2 separate regions of the Gossypium arboreum genome follow, and region 2 is linked to region 1. The links are chromatin contacts, called in public Hi-C maps. All regions are on one chromosome and are shown on one strand. The core of a region is the stretch at or near the end of the contact, and the rest is flanking DNA. Distances in the headings are between cores, read along the strand shown. Region 1 holds the start of LOC108484156 (protein tesmin/TSO1-like CXC 6). Region 2 holds the start of LOC108484607 (aquaporin TIP4-1).

What was found. A called contact is a pair of places that touch in the nucleus more often than the background predicts.
Region 2: a contact with region 1 is called in a Hi-C map of leaf, with 2.2 times the contacts expected there. The contact joins the promoter of LOC108484607 here to the promoter of LOC108484156 in region 1. A contact is called at or near these places in 2 of 5 Hi-C or Micro-C datasets (both in leaf).

Annotation. Positions count from the first base shown.
Region 1 is chr6:106,534,427-106,537,756 of ASM2569848v2, reverse strand. LOC108484156 (protein tesmin/TSO1-like CXC 6) reads left to right here and starts at 1,508. Exons shown (of 9, transcript XM_017787844.2): 1 at 1,508-1,686; 2 at 1,789-2,155; 3 at 2,632-2,739; 4 at 3,296-3,330. The coding sequence starts at 1,794.
Region 2 is chr6:106,773,323-106,776,652 of ASM2569848v2, reverse strand. It overlaps LOC108484607 (aquaporin TIP4-1), which reads right to left and starts at 1,477. Exons shown (of 3, transcript XM_017788459.2): 1 at 1,235-1,477; 2 at 906-1,144; 3 at 132-687. The coding sequence starts at 1,361. The coding sequence ends at 313.

The DNA of each region.
Region 1 (3,330 bases), core at 259-2,758:
AGAACATTGGTTTGAACCTAAACAACACCATCATGATGTAATCAAAGTCAAAATGCTTAATTATGTATAAGATAATTGAGTTATTTAATAATTAAACGTCCTTTTACTTTTGTTATAAATATTTTATTATTAGATAAATGTCTATTAAAATTAAGATAAGTTTAGTTTACTTTATAATTTTAATATTCATTAGAAGTATAGTTTAATTTCGTTTGTATTTCTTATGTTTATAAAATAGACATTAAAAAATATTGTAAATATTTTAATTGATTAATAAAAGTAAGTTATATTTTGCTCTCTTCTCTTTTATTTTCTTGTTCATTATGTTTGATTATAAAAGAACAAGTGTTAATTTATCCTTTATATTTAAGGTGAGTTTGGATGGACGGTGTGTTTAGCTGCGGTTCGTGTAAAAACAGTGGTAGCGGTGAGATTAAATACTGTAGCGATACTGTAGCGTGAGACAAAAAGTAAGTTAAACGCACCGCACCACAGTCAATCGCCCAAACAAACGAAGCCTTAAAATAACCCCTAATCGGGTCAATGTTTGATAGGTATGGAGCTATTTTGGTTGACGCCAATTAAATTTTTTAACATTTCTTATAGTATCTGAAAATTTTCTGAATTTTTGTTTTTTTAATTAACGTATTTAAAATAATTTTTCACATTTTAACTGTTGACTTAGCTTTTAGAACGCATGCCCAACCTGCTGAAAAAATGAAAATTTTCTAGATTATCTTTTTAAGTAATATATTGGTTTCGTCAATTTGAAGTTGACTGTGGAGGAATGGTTCCAACAACGTTCACTACTTATTTGTTGCTTTAGTATCTATATATATATATATATATATATATATATTCCTGATTTTTTTAAATATTATATTTTCTGGACTTACATAAAATTAATTTTACTTTAGTTTTTAATAATAAATTTTAATTATTTATAGGTTAAAATATGTCCTATATCTCCCTTGACTTTGGATTTAAATTCTATACATATATATATTTTATTAAAACAAATTCTATATATTTTTATTTTTAAAATTTTAATCTCTTTATTTTTTAAAAATTCCAAAATGGAAGTCGAGTTTGGAATTTTAATGTATACTTTTTAGAAAGTTCAGGAAATAGGAATTCAATTTCAAGAAGTAAATATCTTTAGTCCCAAATTTTAAATTATCTGAGGGTCCCTCATAAATCGGTCAAAGCGATAGCGTTTGCTTCTGCAGGCTTTTAGAAGAATATCTTCCGTCCATTTTAGATCACAAACGAATCCTGTCCGTACACGTGTGAAGAAAAATACAAGAATTCAATCGCTTTCGGACTCCATTAGCGCCAAATTCCACTCCCTTTTACTTTCCCAGAAAATAGCCCTAAACATATCGTAATCCAACGGCTATTATTCAACCCTGACTCTTCTCCCAAATCTCATCAGTCGATAGAAAATTTTCAATTTCACCCGTTTGATTAAGTCTGAAACAAATCTAACCGTCCATTATTTTAAAAAATTCAAATTGAAAGATTTTGATTTTGAGGCAGTGATAGTGAAAAGTGGGACTGAAGAAAAAAAAAAAAAAAAAAGCTTACACTTCCGTACAAATGCTCTAGCTATGGCGGCTTAGCTCTCTCAAGTTCTCCAAAATCTTTCCTTTGACTTTATTTTTTTGGTTAACGGAATTTTGAATGGTAAAATCAAAAGAAAATTCATAGCTCTGCGATTTATTTTTTTCTTTTGAATTTCGATTTAATTCAGTGTCAGTTTATTTATTTATAATTTTTTATATGAAGTTTGAATGATTGGGCAAGGAGAAACGGTTTCGGATTTCACACCGAAGAAATTGGCGAGGCAATTAGATTTCACGGCGGGGTGTCGCGCGTCGGGAAATGCGGCGTTACCTGATCATCCGATGCAATTGCAGTCGCAGCCTCAACCGCAATGGCAATCGCAAACGCCTTTGCCGACAAAGTCTCAGCAGCAACCGCAGGAACTCCAATTGCGGTTGTGTTTACAGCCGCAAACTGTGCAGTCGCCTCAGTCCCCGCCGGTGCCACTAGTTCAAATACGGCCCCCGCCTCCTCCGTCACAGCCAGTTACCGTCATGCAACGGGTGCCTCATCCGGTTCAGGAGCTTCCGCCGCAAACGTATCAATTGAGGTAGCTTTTCATGCAATCTTCTGGTGTCCTCTAGATTATTAATGTCCTTTCTATATTTGTTAGAAAATAATTATCACGTTTTTATACCATAAAATTTTACTTAGTTTTGAAAATAAGCGTATTTATGTTGATCTTAGTTTTGAAAATAAGCGTATTTATGTTGATCCTTAAGCAGATTCATTTCTTCTTCGTGACATATATGTATGTATGTATGTATGTATGTATGTATGTATGTATGTATGTATATTCTAATTTTAGAATCCAATTATTTGTTCTTGTCTTATAAATAAGCAACAACTTAACTTCTAATATCAATGTAAGTTCTTTGGTTCTTCGGCCTTTTCTGTTTAAAGAGACCTCTTTGGAATATTTTTGACACTATTGATAGTAGAACAGTGAGAACATTGTGTGTAACTAGAAATATGCTTGTTGCATGATGTTGTTTTTAACTCTTTGTGATATATACGTTTGTCCAGCAAGCAGGAGTCCCCAAGGTCCAGGCCAAGAGTGCATGCTGATGCAAAAGATGGGACTCCAAAGAAACAAAAGCAGTGCAATTGCAAGAATTCTCGGTGCTTGAAGTTGTAAGTTTATTAACACATATTTAAATTCTATCTCATCTTTCTAGTTACATGCTCGATCAGTAAGTCATAAGTATAAAGTGCTACATGGTGTTTGTGATGTTAATCTTTTGTGGAACTAAGCAAAATGCCTAACTTTTACTATTTTTAGGAAGCATTGTCCTAACAAGAGTGATTTTTCAAATTGCATCTTGCTTTTGCTTACTCCATTTTCTTGCTCTGTCTGTGGTAGATGATCTGTTATTCTTAGTTATATATATATTCTCTTTGAGGAAAAATTTTTAGTTGAATCTCTAATCTTTTCCTCTTAACCAGTGGTTTGCTTGTGGAAATGTGACACAATCTTCATTAGATAACTATTAACTAACACCAAGTTGGTTTATATGGCTTATCGATCACCAAGTATTTAGGATCTATTATCAATTGAATTTTCTTATTTAATTTGGACCAATATTTGTAAGTATGTTTGAACTTGTTGCTAAAAGGTTGTGGTCTGTCATCTTTATCTTGCATTTATTTATCAGGTACCATTTAGCATTTTGTTTTTGGTTATTGTTAGGTACTGTGAGTGCTTTTCTTCTGGGTTTTATTGTA
Region 2 (3,330 bases), core at 228-2,727, 240 kb before region 1:
AATCATAAAATTTTAATTAATTATAAACAATCCGATAGAGTTTGAGTGACCGTGATTATTTAACTTATATTTTTATGAACATCATCCAAACTCTTCAAATCGGAGCAATTCTCAATTTGATTGACAATAAATTTGTTTAGGGAACAACAAAATGAAAATCTTATTTAATTAACAAAATAGATAATGTAAAGAAAATATACAAAATAGATGAAGCTCTCTATAAGTGGAGGAAGCAAACACACTTGAAAGTTGATACATAGACAGACAAGAGAGAGAGAAAGCGGCTATTCTAATGTTACTGAAATTAAAAGCTTAAAAGGCTTCATTCTGGGGAAGGAGAACATGGGTTCTGACGATGAAGAAGTTCTCATATATGTAGCCAGCAAGGCCACCTCCGATTAGGGGTCCCACCCAGTAAACCCAGTGATCGGTCCAGTTCCAGCTCACTAGAGCCGGTCCGAATGACCGAGCCGGGTTCATTGAAGCACCCGAGAAAGCTCCACCGGCTAAGATGTTGGCCCCAACGACGAAGCCAGTGAGCATTGGACCTAGCCCATCGATGGAACCTTTCTTGGGGTCTACTATGGTGGCATACACTGTGAACAGCAATGCGAATGTGAGAATAATCTCCCATATAACACCTTGAAGGAACCCCATTCCACTTGCTAATGTGTGAACCGGAGTGTTCTGCAAAAACAAAGTTGTTCATCCGAAATTTAATTACATTAATTCCAATTCAATTCGTTGAAAAATCAAAATCAAAATCAAAATCGTCTTCACTTAGAACCATGAAATGATCCAACTACTAAATGATGTCAATCTGAAACGATCCCATAAATTTCAAACCCGAATTCATCTAATATGGATCCAACCCAATTCACTGTATTCATAGCTCTATTTCTTACCAATCCTCCAGTGAGATACTTGAGAAGTATACAAGCAGCTGAAGATGCCAACAACTGATCGATCCAGTAGAGGATCGCACGGACCACCGTGATGTGACCACCGAATAGCAACCCAAGCGTGACGGCTGGGTTAAGATGGCCGCCTGATATGTGTCCGGCCGATATCATAACGCCGACGACAAGGGCATGAGCCACCGCCACAGCAAACAATCCCACCAGCGCATTTGCCCCCGACTCATCTGTTCACAATCACAAAAACATGTAAAAAAAAAAAGTACGATGATCCATGAAAATGATGGAAATCAAGTTAATGAATAACTGGAAATTACCGGCAGCCATGGCAGCTCCTACTCCAACGAAGACGAAAAGGAAAGTGGTGATAAACTCGACGACAAGAGCTTTGATGCAGTCAGGCTGAGCAGCCTCTAGGCTTGTTCCCAAGGCAATTTTCGGCATTGTGGTGGCCGGAGAGTACCACGACGGAGCCTGGTTATATGATTATATGGCAGGCTTTAAGATAATTGGTAGCTCACTTTACTGTACTTGGCTCGATGAGATGGACGATGTATATAAGCGTAAGCCTCATGGTTCGACTATTTTGTTTAGGGTTAATTGTGTCCCAAGTCCTCAATCTATAACATATTTCAAATTAATCCTAAACTTCAACACATTTTAGACTTTTAGTTGAGTCTTCAAAATATTAGGATTACAAACAAAATGTAAAAAAAAGTATATATATTTTTTAATTAGTGAATTGATCCAAACAAACTCTGAAAAAGAGTCCACAAAAATCTAAGGGTAAACTACACCATTGGTCATTAAATTATGGGTAAGTTTTTATTTTGGTTACTTAACTAAAAAAAAGTTACAATTTAATCACTAAACTATTCAAAAGTTTTCATTTAAGTTACTAGACTATTAAAATCGATTCTATATGGCTTTCTTTGTTCGCATTACGTACCTACACCAATCAAAAGCCCACTTTCCCTTCCTCTTCTACAGTTTAATATTTTTTTCATAAAACAAATTTGGACATCACGAATCTGTAAACCAAAATTCAAATATCTTTTTTCTCCGATCTCCTTCACTGACCATCAAATCGACTTAAATCTAAGGTTTGTTCTACTCATCAATGGGTACTAATTTATCGTACCGATCGTCGAATTGTCGCTTAGAGATCACTAACGGAACATTTTAAAAAAAAAAACTTAACAGCCTAGTTATTTAAATAAAAACTTTTAAATAGTTTAGTAACTTAAATGAAAAATTTTGAATAGCTCAGTGACCAAATTTTAACTTTTTTAATTAACTGACCAAAATAAAAACTTACTCATAGTTTAATGACTGATGATGTAGTTCACCCAAATTTAAAAATGATCCACCAAAATTTTTGAAATGAAATTATTTTATATAAAGATAAATTAATTTCTCTCCGCTACGAAAATTCAAAATCCCTAATCCTTTAATTTTCTTTCTACACTCATCACTTTTTTTTTAAATTCTCTCATCCTTTCATATATATTCTATAGAATTTCTACAATATGATGATTAATCTTTCAATACTTTCAAGTGAGCCTCCTAATTATATAAAAAAATTCTTTTCTTTCCAAGCTTTATTGATTAATCTCAAGAAAAGTAGGATTATGGCTTTTCTTGTGATAAATTAGAATTTTATGTAAGATTTAGTTTTTTATTTATTGAAGGATTTTGAAATATTGATTTTGTATGAGATTTCTAGCGTCTTGGTTGAGTAATTATTTTAGAGGTTTATTAACGTAAATCTTTGAAGAAATTAAAATTGATTGATTTATAATCTTGAATTTCATGAATATTTATTAGAAATTTAACATTTTTATTTAGAAATTATTGTTGCTTGTATGTTTATTTTGAATCTTATGTTTAAAATTGACATTCTTATGACACCAAAAATAATTAAATGATTCTTATTTTTATTTTTATTTTTATAAAAAAATTATTAATTGTATGTTAGCTTCATGAAAATATTTATTTTAATAGTTTTAGTTTTGTAATAGACTTATAATTAGCTATATGCATTAGTTTATATATGGTTGATATTATTAGTTTAAATGATTTTTATAAACATGTTAATTTATTTAAAAATTGACCTCACAATTCAAATTTTATCAACTTAGCAATCAATTTAGGTATTAAATGTGTGCTTAGATCATATTGAATAACTTTAAGTGAAAATAAAAACAGTTCATCGTAATTATAATAAGATAAATCTAAATTGTTCATATTGTAGGAATTGATTCTTACATTTTAAATATACTTCATGTCAAGGCTAAATTGATATTTAATGTCGAAGTTGACAATTAGCCAAATGGAAAGATTTAATTGATATGATGTTTATAATTAAAAGATGTAAATTAAATTGATTTGAAAATCGGAACCAATTTAAAAT